Linked DNA regions of Capsicum annuum: region 2 is linked to region 1. A link is a contact called in public Hi-C data. All regions are on one chromosome and are shown on one strand. Each heading gives the region's core, a stretch centred on a gene start, on an enhancer-like site or on the middle of the called end of the contact. The rest is flanking DNA. Distances are from core to core; before and after follow the strand shown. Region 1 holds the start of LOC107872941. Region 2 has its middle 24 kb from the start of LOC107872935.

Evidence for each region. Hi-C and Micro-C count contacts between places; a contact is called where the count stands out from the background.
Region 2: a Hi-C map of placenta shows a contact between it and region 1, with 4 times the contacts expected there. The contact joins the enhancer-like site here to the promoter of LOC107872941 in region 1. A contact is called at or near these places in 2 of 5 Hi-C or Micro-C datasets (leaf and placenta).

What each region holds. Positions count from the first base shown.
Region 1 is chr6:179,644,307-179,650,877 of UCD10Xv1.1, reverse strand. It overlaps LOC107872941, which reads right to left and starts at 4,068. Exons shown (of 1, transcript XM_016719624.2): 1 at 2,206-4,068. The coding sequence starts at 3,852. The coding sequence ends at 2,566.
Region 2 is chr6:179,743,140-179,749,710 of UCD10Xv1.1, reverse strand. No RefSeq gene overlaps it. Among protein-coding and RNA genes, the nearest start is that of LOC107872935, 24 kb to the right of the region's middle. Within about 2 kb of position 3,005, at least 2 of the 5 cell types and tissues checked have an H3K27ac peak or open chromatin away from gene starts, as enhancers often do.

The sequences.
Region 1 (6,571 bases), core at 2,819-5,318:
TTATCGATAGATCCTTAAAGTTGTCCGCATATTTTATTTAGACACCTCAATTAGAACTTATACCTATTAGACACTCTAATATTAATAAATATGTACCTATTTAATATTTCACTGACAATAAGTCAAAAATTAAAGTGTGTGTCGTGCACACGCAGATGACGCGAAAAAATAACCAATTAAATAATGTCAAGTGGCATTCATGACCAAAATAATTATAAAAAATGATTTTGGAGTTTAAAAAGGAAGAAGAAATATCTTTAAATCTATTTAATTAATTCTAAAAAAAAAGTCAGCCCAAAAAAAAAAAATACGACACCCTACCCCCCGGCCCCGCAAACAATCTTCCTTCTTCTCCCAAAACCACCATTGTTGACCACCCATCAAGCTTTCCCTCTTAATTTTTTTTTTCTTTTCATTATCGACTTCTTTAACATATTTTTTAATCAATTTTTTGTGATAATAACCTTCATGATGGATAATGTGATACTTTAGATTCGTTATATAAATAAAAAAAATTGAAGAGTAATTTTTTTAAACTTGTATGATGAAATTAATATTTTTTTAAATGTTCTTTTATTTTAGTAAATGAAAAATAGCATTTTACTACCTGGCCCTTTTTCTTCAATTTTCTTGTTTCTTCCTTCTTTTTCTTCTCCTGAAAAAAAATATCCTATAAAGACTTATTTTTCTACTTTTGGGGGAAAAAATGCCAAACATGTCTTATTGTGAAGTAGGCAAATATCAAAACGGTGTAGATGCAAATTGCAACAATTGAACCAAATTTTCTTTATAGAACTTATGATCAAGGCTCCATCAAAGTTCTCTTATATAATCAGTAACTTTTCATTTTTCTTAACATTTCTTGATGTTGTTGAATTGAAAATTTCTAGATGGATTGAGATTAAGGTGGATAAAAAAGGTGGCGAACTGGTGTCCGAAAAGAAGTGGCCGGAATTTTTTTTTCTTAAATGAATATAAATATAAAGATGAAGAAAATAATATTTTAAAAAAAAAAGTTGTGGTAATATTTGAGTATATTATCACTCAGTGATGGATGTACATGTATTTCAGGGGTTCATCCGAACCCCATTCGTCGAAAAATTATATTATTTTTACATGGTAAAATTTTTTTTTATGTATAAATAATAGAGGTTGAATCCTTTCGACTAGTCCGTATATGTACTACTGAACCCTCACTAAAAATTCTGAATCCACACCTATTATCACTTAATATTTAAAAAAGAAGATAAATATAACAATGAAGAAGAAAACAAATTCACGCACTCAATAGCAAGTGTATTTCATTACTTGTGCCACGTCAGCACAAGGTGCTTAATAGGTATATATTTTTTAAGATGGAATGTCTAATAGGTACAACTCCTAGTTGAGATGCCTAAGTAAAACATGCGGACAACTTTAAAAATCTATTAATGATTTAAAGCTTTTCAAATTCGGTTGAACCCATTAATTTGACATCCTTAGATACACTTAAACAACTTAATAAGAGATGGATGTCTGGGTTGAGATACTGACTGAATTAATAATGCTAACCTGGCCTAATCTCAAACTTCTTGGGCTTTCGTTCGAGGAAACCGCAATCATGGGAAAATCCCAATTTAAGTCCAATTTGGAAGTGTGTACTTGATCTGCTTTGTGGACATTCAATTTAGGATATAGACATATTTGGACAACAAGAATAAGGTTTACATCCATCTCACATGATTTCTTCTTCTTAGTAGTTACTCCTTCCATCCGTTTCAATTTATGTGAAATAATATATCTTGATTTTCTAAAATAAAAATTAATTTGACCATCTATTTTTAGTAAATACGATATGGTGTTGTTACATATTAAGTAGCATTTAGCATTGAAGTCACTGTGTGACACTAAATATTTTGAGCCTTAAAAAGCCAAGTCTTGCAAGTTTCATTTATATATGAACAACCATCCTAAAGGCCTAAAGTAGTTAATCACATGTCACAACAATTTGTCAATTGGAGAACTGAAATAAGAAGGCATAATGATCATAAACGAAGAATTAATGGTGGTAATATATAACAGAATATATGAACTACTTGTTAACCTCTGAACATCAGACATTTGGAAGAACACAAGCACAATACCATGTTAACTAACATAACCTGGCTAATCAAAAGTGCTCTTTTTCCTATCATGACATGCCATTAGCCACAGCAATAATCATAATGAACCTCATGGTAGTAATCAACTACTGGCGCAGGTAGAAGTGACTAATTACAACTTTAATATTAAAATCCCTTTATACTAGAAATCTCAGTCTAGAATTACAAACTGAAAAGGGGGTATAAAAAGACCAGACAAGACAAATCTGTAGTCCCAAGCGAATACTAGCTAACCATACGACTTTTTCTAATGGCAATTAAAGATAACAATTGTAACACACAACACTTGAGCCTAATTCAATCCATATAAAGAGACCATCCGTCGCTTAAAAGGGTCGATGGAAGACTCTTCACAATAAGACAAACTCCCTTACCATAACTACACAAAACTAATAGTACCACCTGTGTCTTGAACAAGAATATTTTACTGGAGTAGCTTTTTAGCAGGCTGTCCAGCCGATGTTCTAACGGATTTAATTCTCTGAAGCCTGATTTGCTCCCTGAATTTAGCTATGAACTCATCAGCCTTCTTGTCTACATTATCCGGACCACCATCAGTTGCCGTATTACTCTCCTTCTTACCTGCTACATCTACATCTTTCGAGCTTTCTTCAATGTAATCGTCTGAGTCCTCATCAGTTTCCACTACTACCTTCTCAAGAGACAACGTTTTCTTCTCTTCCTCTGAAAACTCCATCAATGCTGGTTCTGATGCATAATGGCACTCCTCGTGTATCCATTTATCGACAAAGGTTTCTTCAACTTCCTTGTTCCTTTCCTCTGCCTTTCCATTTATGACATCCTTCGCATATACTCTGGCTCTTGCAGCCCCAATGAATGGCCTAATTGTTCGAACAGACTTTCCCTTGTACGAGCTCAATTCAAATGGCACACTCCTAGTTCTTCTCCTCGGTTCCTTATCAAAAGAACCCTTGTCCACCATTACAATAGAGCTTGGTTTCAAAAGAGTAGATTTTTTAACAATCGGGGACGGTGGAAGAGGAGGTGGTGATGGTGGTTGTGAATCAGAGGATTTGTTAAAACTTTTTTTCCTCACAATTTTGTGATCAAATTGTTCAATCTTGGCTTGATTAGATTCTGATGAAAAGGAAAGTGAAGTGGACAACTTTCTTGGAGATGAAATCATGGATTTTGGTGAAGTAGTAGTGGTCGAGATAGGCTCAATCACAGGTGATTTCAAACTCCTAATTGGCAAAAGCAAAGGCTTTTCAACACTTCTTGAACTAGCAATTTCTTTAGCAACAACTACTATTGGCTTACCACTGTAATACTGACAATTATTCCAAGTCTGAACTCTATTTTCATCACACTCATCATGTTTTTCAGCCTCATCATAAAAAAAAGATGAAACTTCAAGTAATCTAGATTGAACATTATTAAACTTTGAACTATATAAATATTCATTTTCTATCTCATCATCACTCTTTTTGCTGAATAAGCCATAAGAAACAGCTATACCAACTAAAATAAGCTGAACAAGTTCCCAATTTCCTGTATTCAGAGTTTGGCTGATGATTTCAGGAGTTCCCAATGGAAAAAATGGAAGTGCAACTACAAGTATCACAACCAACATAGTTTTAAAGGAAAACATGTTATAAAACTTACATGAATCTGCATGATTAGTTGCAACTAATTCACAATTTGGTTTCTTGTTTTTGGAGATGTAATAAGGAGGTGAATCTTGATCCATTTGAAAGATAGAAACTCGGGTTGCGTTGGGTTTTGGATCTTGTTTAATATGTTGTAGATTGTGAAATGAATATTAGAAATTGACAAGTCTTAGGGACTAAGTATAGAAAAGGGGAGAGAGTGAGAGATGATGAAAAAGATTTTGGGAGGAGTGACATTATTTGAAGTTATGCTTTATTTCTTCTTTAACCATTCCCCTCTTTTCTTTCTTTCTTGTCCTTTCTATGGTCTCAACTACATTTAAAAAAAAAACAATCTGAACTATCCTTTTTTGACACCTCAATTATTGTCTTTCTATTTAAATTATCATCACCTATCTATTATTCATATATTAATATTTAATTATTTTTTTTTTACTTTAAATTATTACCATTATTCAAATAAAAAAAATATAACTAATAATTAAAATATATTTTAATACGCAAATAATGATAATTCATGTATGAAACTCCAGAGAAGTAATAGCTCAAATATTTCTTTGACCTTTATCTTTTCTTTCGATTTGTCACTTGATATTTGCTATTCATTTGGAGCTACCATTAATTCAATACACATTGGATAAGAATTATCAGAAGAGAAAGCACTTCATATAAGGATATTTTTGTTCTCCGGATTCAAACTCCAACATTTGATGAAAAATAAAGGATTTTATTGTACTCTTTTTCAGTTGTTGGTGAGGAGATGAAATGTTTTTTCGTTGATTTAGACGTTTGGATAATATTTGCTTTGAATTTGAAAATGAAGAATATTGTGCGGACTCCTTACTAAAAATAAATTGATAGCTACTGTGAGTCACTTTGGGAGAAAAGATCATTTGTCAAAGTGCCTTTAGTTTCTAATACCTTCATTACGAACTAACTAAACCAAATCAATTGCAGAGAGGTTAAGAAAAATGACTGTTGAGAATTGAAGATTAAATAAAATAAATCAATAAAGTTTAAGTTTGGCGTAAATAGACAAAGTAAAGCTTGATGAAAAATTTTAATTTGGGTTAAACACAACCAACAATAATTGTATGAGGCACCACTTATTTTTTGACAAATATTTTGTGGTCCCATTTTGTCATTCAATGTTGTTTTTTCCTCATTTCCTCATATTTCTTTTGTTTCGTTCTTGCACTTCACTAATTTACCTCCTCTTTCTTTATTCTTAACCATACTTTTCTATTTTATATTCTTTCCGTTTTATTTACTTGATTTCTGTACTAAATATTTCAATTTGCTTATCTATTTTCATAAATCAAGAGTGTTTTTTTTTCATACTACTATTAGCATTAACTAAGTATAGTATTTTCTCCGTCTAATAATACTTGTTCACTGTTAACTTGACACACAAATTTAAAAATAATAAATAATAAAAATAATGATACCATATCACCTTTTGAATATGATTAATTTATTGCTTTAAAAAATGCTTCAAATAATGAATGTTATTAATATCAATGGTAAAATGTATAAAAATAAGTAAATTATCCATTAATTTTCAAACTGTATAAATATTGTTAGACATATTATTATAGAGACATTGTTGGGCAAAGGAGAAGTAGTCAAATTTAGAGTTTTAAACATCATCAATAAAGTTAATTTGATTATATATTTTTAATTATTTTTTAAAAGGAATCAGTCAAATCAAGAAGCCAAGTAAAATGAAACAAAAGAAATATCTCAATACTTTCCTAAATTCTTTTATACCCCTATCAAGAAATTGATCAATAACTTAGTTGAATCTTTCTTTTCGATTAATCGTTGAGCCCCTTAATAAAAAGTGTCCATAAAAATAGTAAAATGCAAACATGGTATATTTGTAGATAGAGGTATTTATAAAAAAATAAATTAAAATTTGATAAATTCTTTTAAAAATTAAGTAATATATATAGATTTTACGATACATATTAATATTTTATTTTTTTATTTGTAATATAGAATTTAATTGTTATATTGATGTTGCACTTATCATAAAATTTTAAGTTATGAAAGTCTAAAACATTACACCTTGTCTTCCTACGTTTATTTTTACTTGTTCATTTTTTAATTTTGAGATGTCTAAAATACTTGTTTAATTTATAAATTAAATGATATGCATTTTTTAAAGCAATAAATTAATTATATTCAAAAAGTGATATAGTATCATTATCTTTATTATTTATTATTTTTTAATTTGTGTGTCAGGTTAACAGTGATTATACGAAGAAAATACTATACTTAGTTAATGCTAATGGTAATATGAAAAAAAAAAATTAATAAATACTCTTGATTTATGAAAATAGATAAATAAATTGAAATATTGAGTATAGAAATCAAGTAAATAAAATGGAAAGAATATAAAATAGAAAAGTATTGTTAAGAATAAAGAAAAAGGAGGTAAATTAGTGAAGTGCAAAAACGAAACAAAAGAAATATCACGAAATGAGGGGAGAACAACATTGAAAGACAAAATGGAACCCACAAAATATTTGTCAAAAAATATGTGGTGCCTCATACAATAATTGTTGGTTGTGTTTAACTCAAATTAAAAATTTTCAAGGTGGATGAGGTTAAGAAAAATGATTGTTGAGAATAAGAATTTTTGCAATTGAATTTCAAAGAAAATGGTATTTAAAAGTTAAAGTTATGTTTGGATAGTGAACTCTATGTCCATACAATTTATAAGATTATATAGAATCATAATGTTGCAAATAAATTATTGGACAAGTTAACTATTTAGTTGGTCGATCAAAATAA
Region 2 (6,571 bases), core at 1,756-4,255, 100 kb before region 1:
AGCACTCTATTTTTTTTTAATTTGCTTTGAGTTGTTGTTTATGAAAAACGTTTTTTAAATTTGAATTATGTTGATGTAAATTAATGGTTGAGGTAAAAATAAAAGAGTCATATAAGGTAAATGAATCTATTTAATTAAATGTGGCATAAATTAAGGAACAGTTTCATCCCTTATTTAACTCTAACTGATTAGGGTTAAATAAGGAATGGATACCTATTCGTATATGTATTTATATAGCAATCTTTTACTAAAATATAGAATACATATTGCTATTTTTCGTAATTTTGAAACTGTTGATATAAAAGTTATAATTAAGGCTCTACAGTTGCTATTTCTGAAGTTTTCCTTTAAAAAATTTATAGCAAAAAAATAAACTGAAATATTTTTAAAAGAACCGAATGACCCAAGTTGAAAATTATATCACTATTGTATATGGACTATATCGGTATTGTATATAAACTGTATCAGAACTAGGTGGGTCAAAATGACCCAAATTAGGAAATAACTATAAAGTGGAAATAGTATACCCGACTGACCACTTTTTGAAAAGATATCAAACTTGAACTATTTATTTTAAAAAATGCTATAGAGTATCATTTTTTAAAAATCAAAATCTAAAGTCACCCACTGTTGGGGGCTATACAATGCAATTCCCTAGCGTCTGTTTGGGCAGAAGCCAGAATGTTTAATTGGCCCAAAATATGCAACCTACTATTCATACCATACAAATGGCCCAAGGTAATGTACCCATCAGGAAACATAAACTCAATGGATCCTTTGTTTCTTAGATATATCATATACCTGAGCTCTTTTCATACTTACATAAAATCTGAATACATTTTACCCTCTTCGAATATTAATTATGAAATTTCACTATGTATTATATTGCACTTTTTTTTGAAAACGAGATTTTGAAATCAAATGATCAATTGTTAGGCGGCTCAAAATTTTATTGTGGGGACTCACAAAATTAATGAGTAGGTGCTAATAGAATTGCGAAAGACATGTCAAATGTTACTAGTATTTGATAATTGAGACTTCTCATCATTTGAAGCAATAATATATGATTAGGTAAAGTATATAGTATAATTAATTAAGCCCACAATCTCATAAAATACATACATTTTATTAAATGATGAAGTCTATGCTGTCTTCTGCAATAATTCATTCTTTAACAACCTTAATGTATAACATTATATTAGCTGCACAACCAAGCATCTCTTGTAATATTACCTATCTGTCCTCTTGTCTACTCTAACTTATTATCCCAATTTAAGCTTTATGGTACTGATTTGACTGAGGATAAGTTTGTAACTGCATAGAGTATGGCAAACATACATATGCATTACAGATATTCTCCATACTCACCACACGTGCAACCCTACACCTCAAATTGGGCTTTTTGATCTTTTATCTTTTCCAACAAGTTGGGTCTATTTTATTAATTTGAAAAGGAATCATTACGTAGTAAATTCATCCATCAAAATAATAGTCCACAAATATGTTTTAATATACAAAATATGTACATATTTATTATGTATAACAGTGTATATCTTTGATATATTTGACTATTGAATGTAAATATTTTCTTACTTTCCGGTCAAATGTGTAACTTTCCCGTAAAAATAATTTTAAAAAATTGACATTAGCAATGAGATTATGAAGTATTAAGAGATTCGATTAACGGTTAATCACATGTTAACCAGCTAAGCTGGTCACATGGGCCAGATATGTGAGGCCCAATAATGACACGAATATCCAAGCAAAGCTGGCCCACCGACAAGCTCCAGGTCCTCCTCCAATGGTTGCACGTGCGGGCATCAACGGCTGACAGTTAAATTTTATTCCTGATCAACGGTTGGGATGGAACTTCAGCACAAGTGAAAAGTTACAATAAAGAAAAAAGTTTCGAGGAATCGAAGTTCTTATTTTGTGATACTCCCCGTTCCATTTTACTTGTTTCAATTTATCTTGATAGATTAATTAAGAAAAAATATGACTAGTTTATTATAGTAGTCTTATTAAATAATATTTATATTTTAATTTGAAGAAAAAGTAATTAATGTAAAGAGTAAAACATAAAAAAGATTTGTCTTTTTTTTATTTGTGAAAAATGACAAGTAAAATGAGAAATCAAATTAGGAAATTTGGGACAAGTAAATGGGACTGAGGGAGTAGTAAGTAACCTATTATCGTTAATAAATAATATTAATTATGTTAAATCCATACATTAAAAGTATATATGGTTTGCTTTTTTCATATTTAATTCATGACTGTGAAGTAGCAGCATTTACGATTATTTACCATAAGCTAGTGCTGTATAAATTTCATTCATAAGTTTGATTGAAAATGATCAATAACTTTGAGATTTCAAGATTATTAAACCGTTTTTAAACTTAGTTGAACAATTATTAGATAGAATATGGCTGAGATTCAAACTCGAAATCCTACAATTCGAATTTTTGTGACCTCTTAATGATTAGTCCACCTACTGAAGACAAAACTTTGTATTAGTTTGAATACAACAAAATCATTTTATTAAATCGAATAAGTATAATTAATTTACTTAGTACCTTGTGTAGAATTGAACAATTAAATCGAAATATTTTAAATTATTGATTTACCAATACGAGCAATATCTGAAATTAGAATCGCTAAAATTATTTTAATATTAAATCTTGGACATATAAAAATTTCAAAATAATATTAAACTTTTATCTTATGATAGCATGCTCTAGTCTCCTTAAGAAACTTTCTCCCCATTGAAGTAACCTAACGATCAAAACTCTTTAAGCATGTAAGATTTGAGAGTAAAGCTCTTTTAACCATATAATAATTTGATTTGTGTAAAACAAATTGTATTGACAGATATATAATGAAGGAAGGAACTATAAAATAATGACTATGCAATGATGAAATGATTGTGGAGAGAATAATTATTTGAGGCTGACCATTGACCAGATCCAGGGGTTAGTTTGACTGAACGTGTGGGTTCCACGTATGCTACATGTGAATATGGGGCTGTTAAGGAATGATGGTATGCCATGTAGGATCCACATGAACCTCCATGCTCAGAATGTACATATAATTATCTAATTATGCAACTTGATTAATAAATAAATATAAGAAATGAAATTCCTTTAATTTCGAGACATAGTATATGGGGGATTTCATTTATTTGCCCCTTTAGTCTTTGTCCACCAAGTGACCACTTTAGTTTAGTCAAAAGGAAAATAGTATTCTGTTTCAAATTAATTTACCTGTATTAACTTGACATTGAATTTAAAAAAAAAAAAAAATTAAATTTTGAGATCTTACATTATGAATATATTAAATACGTCATGATACTCTTTAATCTTGTGATATTAAATATGTTGTATGAAAAAGTTATAACTAATTAATGAGTTGCTAAAAAAGAAAATGATCATATTTTCTGAGACGAACTAAAAAGAAAAATGGATCAAATAAATTGAAACAGGGGAGTATTTGACAAAGATGGCGAAGTTATACATTTGTTTCAAAAACTAAATCAACTAAATCATTATGATTATATCAGTAGGTCCATATATATATATATAATCACGATCTACTCATATATATAATTATATGATAATGCCTTTTATATCATTCTTTTACCTTCTACGTAATTAGCACGGCTCAAGAACATAATCAAATAAGAAACATTTACATAAGTGGATATTTAATTCATGTCTGTTTGTGCTTTTGGAAACTTGGATAGTTACGAGAATGATGAGTGTTTATAAAAAGTTAGCTATTCCTAACCTAGCTAGAATAGAATTGGTAAGTGCCAACTTAATTAATTTTAATGATAAGACAGCGAGAGATTTGTTGAATAAGTAAAGAGTTAATAAATAATCCTAAACTTGACATCAAATTATAACTTTGACCTTAAACTTTGATACTACACAAATAGAACTTTTAACTATTCAAAACCTGAACAAATATGACCTTCGATTTTGTAACCCCATGCGTGAGTCTCACTCGCGCCTACGTGGAAAGGTAATTCAATCGTACGGTGCCACGCCATTAAAAGGGCTTGACTTGGAGAAGGGTCATATTTGTGCAGTTTTGAATAGTTAAAGGTCATATTTATACACTATCAAAGTTTTACGTTTTGTGTTAAAACGACGTCCTTTTTATTATTATTATTATTATTATTATTATTATTATTATTATTATTATTATTGTTATTGTTATTATTATTATTTATTTATTTATTTCTATAGTAGCAGCACCTAACTTTTTGTTAATTTTAAAAAATTATTATTATTATTATTATTTTATTTATTTCTATAGAAGCAGAACCTAGCTTTTTTTTAATTAAAAAAAAATCAGCCACTAGCAGGGATTGAACCCGCACATTAGGCTGAAGGAAGCGCCCAAGAAGAGCAAATAACACCACTAGGCTATCTAAGTGCCTTGTTTCATGTGGTTCAACATTAATATACGTACATAAATATACATTTTCTATCTTATATATATACAACGTAATTTTTTACCGAGGGGGTTCGGGTGAACCCATGGCAGCCACGTAGGTCCGCCCCTCGTTAATTTAATAACGTTAATTTAATAACATTTTAATTACGTTAATTTGATAACGTTAATTTAATATACTACTACTACTATCCTTAATAACATTAATTTAATAACATTTTATTAAAACTATAATTTTTTTATTATTAGTATAGTTTCATCTTTAATTTAATATTTAAATAAATAATATTTAGATATATTATATAACTTAAATTCGTAATCTGCTTTATAATAGATATATATATACCCGTTTGATTTTTTCATATGAGACTGACCCGCCTAATTAATAAATCTTCAAAATTGCTCTTTTTCTGAAATGATAAAAGAAATTAGATGTCATTTTCATCTTTGAGCAGAAAATAATGAAAAAATAATAGTGAAGAGTCATTTAAAGGTCATATTTGTGCAGTTTTGAATAGTTAAAGGTCATATTTGTTCACTGTCAAAGTTTAAGGTCATATTTATGTATTATACCCTTAGATTTTAAGTTAGACGCGTCCAGTTTTGCGTGTTGAACACGCATTTTGCCACGTTGGATTGCAGGTCATATTTGTGCAGTTTTGAATAGTTAAAGGTCATATTTGTGCAATATCAAAATTTAAGATCAAACTTATAATTTGATGTCAAGTTTAGGGTTATTTTTTCATGTATTAACTAATAAGTAAATATTTACAATAATCATGTGCACCATACACATGAAAATCTGGAATAAATTGAATAATTAAAATTACCTGTCAAATCATGTTTTGTCGGAAAACAAATCTTAAAAGTTGTCTCCTATTTCATCATTTTCTTAATGTATTTTTCTGTCTCGAACTAATTTCCTTTCACTTTCCTATATTTCCCCAGTTCAAAATCACCCATTTATAATGTAAAAACATTAGAACCATCTCTAAATGTGTCGTTATGCGCAGGCAGGGGTGGACTAAAGAATACCAACCTGAATCCCCTCAACAAAAGATTATATTGTATATATATATTGTATTTTTTGAAATATTTATATACATTTACGGATTTTGAACCTCCCGAACATAAAATTAGAGGTTGACTTAGTGGTTGAGGGTATTCAAAATTCACCTTAAGGTTTCAAGTTTGAAACGTTGAATCTGCCACTTTGTGCAGGGTCTGAAGAAGGGTCATACCACAAGAGTACTCAGACTCACCTTACATTTCTGCAATAACCATTTCTAAACGCATTCGGACAAATTGTCTTTTTTAAAAAAATGTTATTTAGATGAGTAAAAGTCATTAATGGATATTGACAATAATCGATTTACGAACATGCATGGATGCTATACTTTACCAGAGAAAAGAGGATGAAGAGAGTTACCAAGAAAGTTTCTTATTTATTCGTCTTGCATGCTGATTTTCTCCTCCTTTTTTTTAAGGAGGGAAAAGTTGTTTTTAAAGTCAGCAAATCTAATGTTTACGTTCAGGATTAGTTAAGAAACTTGCTTGAGTGATATATCCCTGTCCATATTACTTATTCAGGATAAAATGTGAAGAATGTACTAAATAATAATTAATATCTGAATTATTTAAATGATAATTATCTTAAATTATTTATTTTTAATAAGAAGGATAAATAAAATTGACCGAAGAAAATAGTAAAGGATTGGAATTAGGACCAGATGGGACAAGTAACAAGCACTAGTTGGGACACCCTTTCCTCGTCTCCTCCAACATCTTGTCGCCTCACTACACTCCCACTTGGCCTTTTCACCATTTTTTATTCATTCGTTCCTTCATCATTTCATTATATGTATGTATATCTCATTCAAATGCTTACTCCATTCAAGACTCTAATGGACTACCTACTTGTAATATTTATTTAAAGACTTTCAAACAATAATAATCTATATATGATGGTGTTTTGATTTGCCGAGATACTAATGTACTACTTCGAGTTCCTAGTAGGGCCAAGACGCCAAGTTATGACTAGGTTGGCGATAATTACGTAGGCGTTTTAAACATATTAAAAGATCATATTATAAAAGAATATTAGAAATTGAGTTGT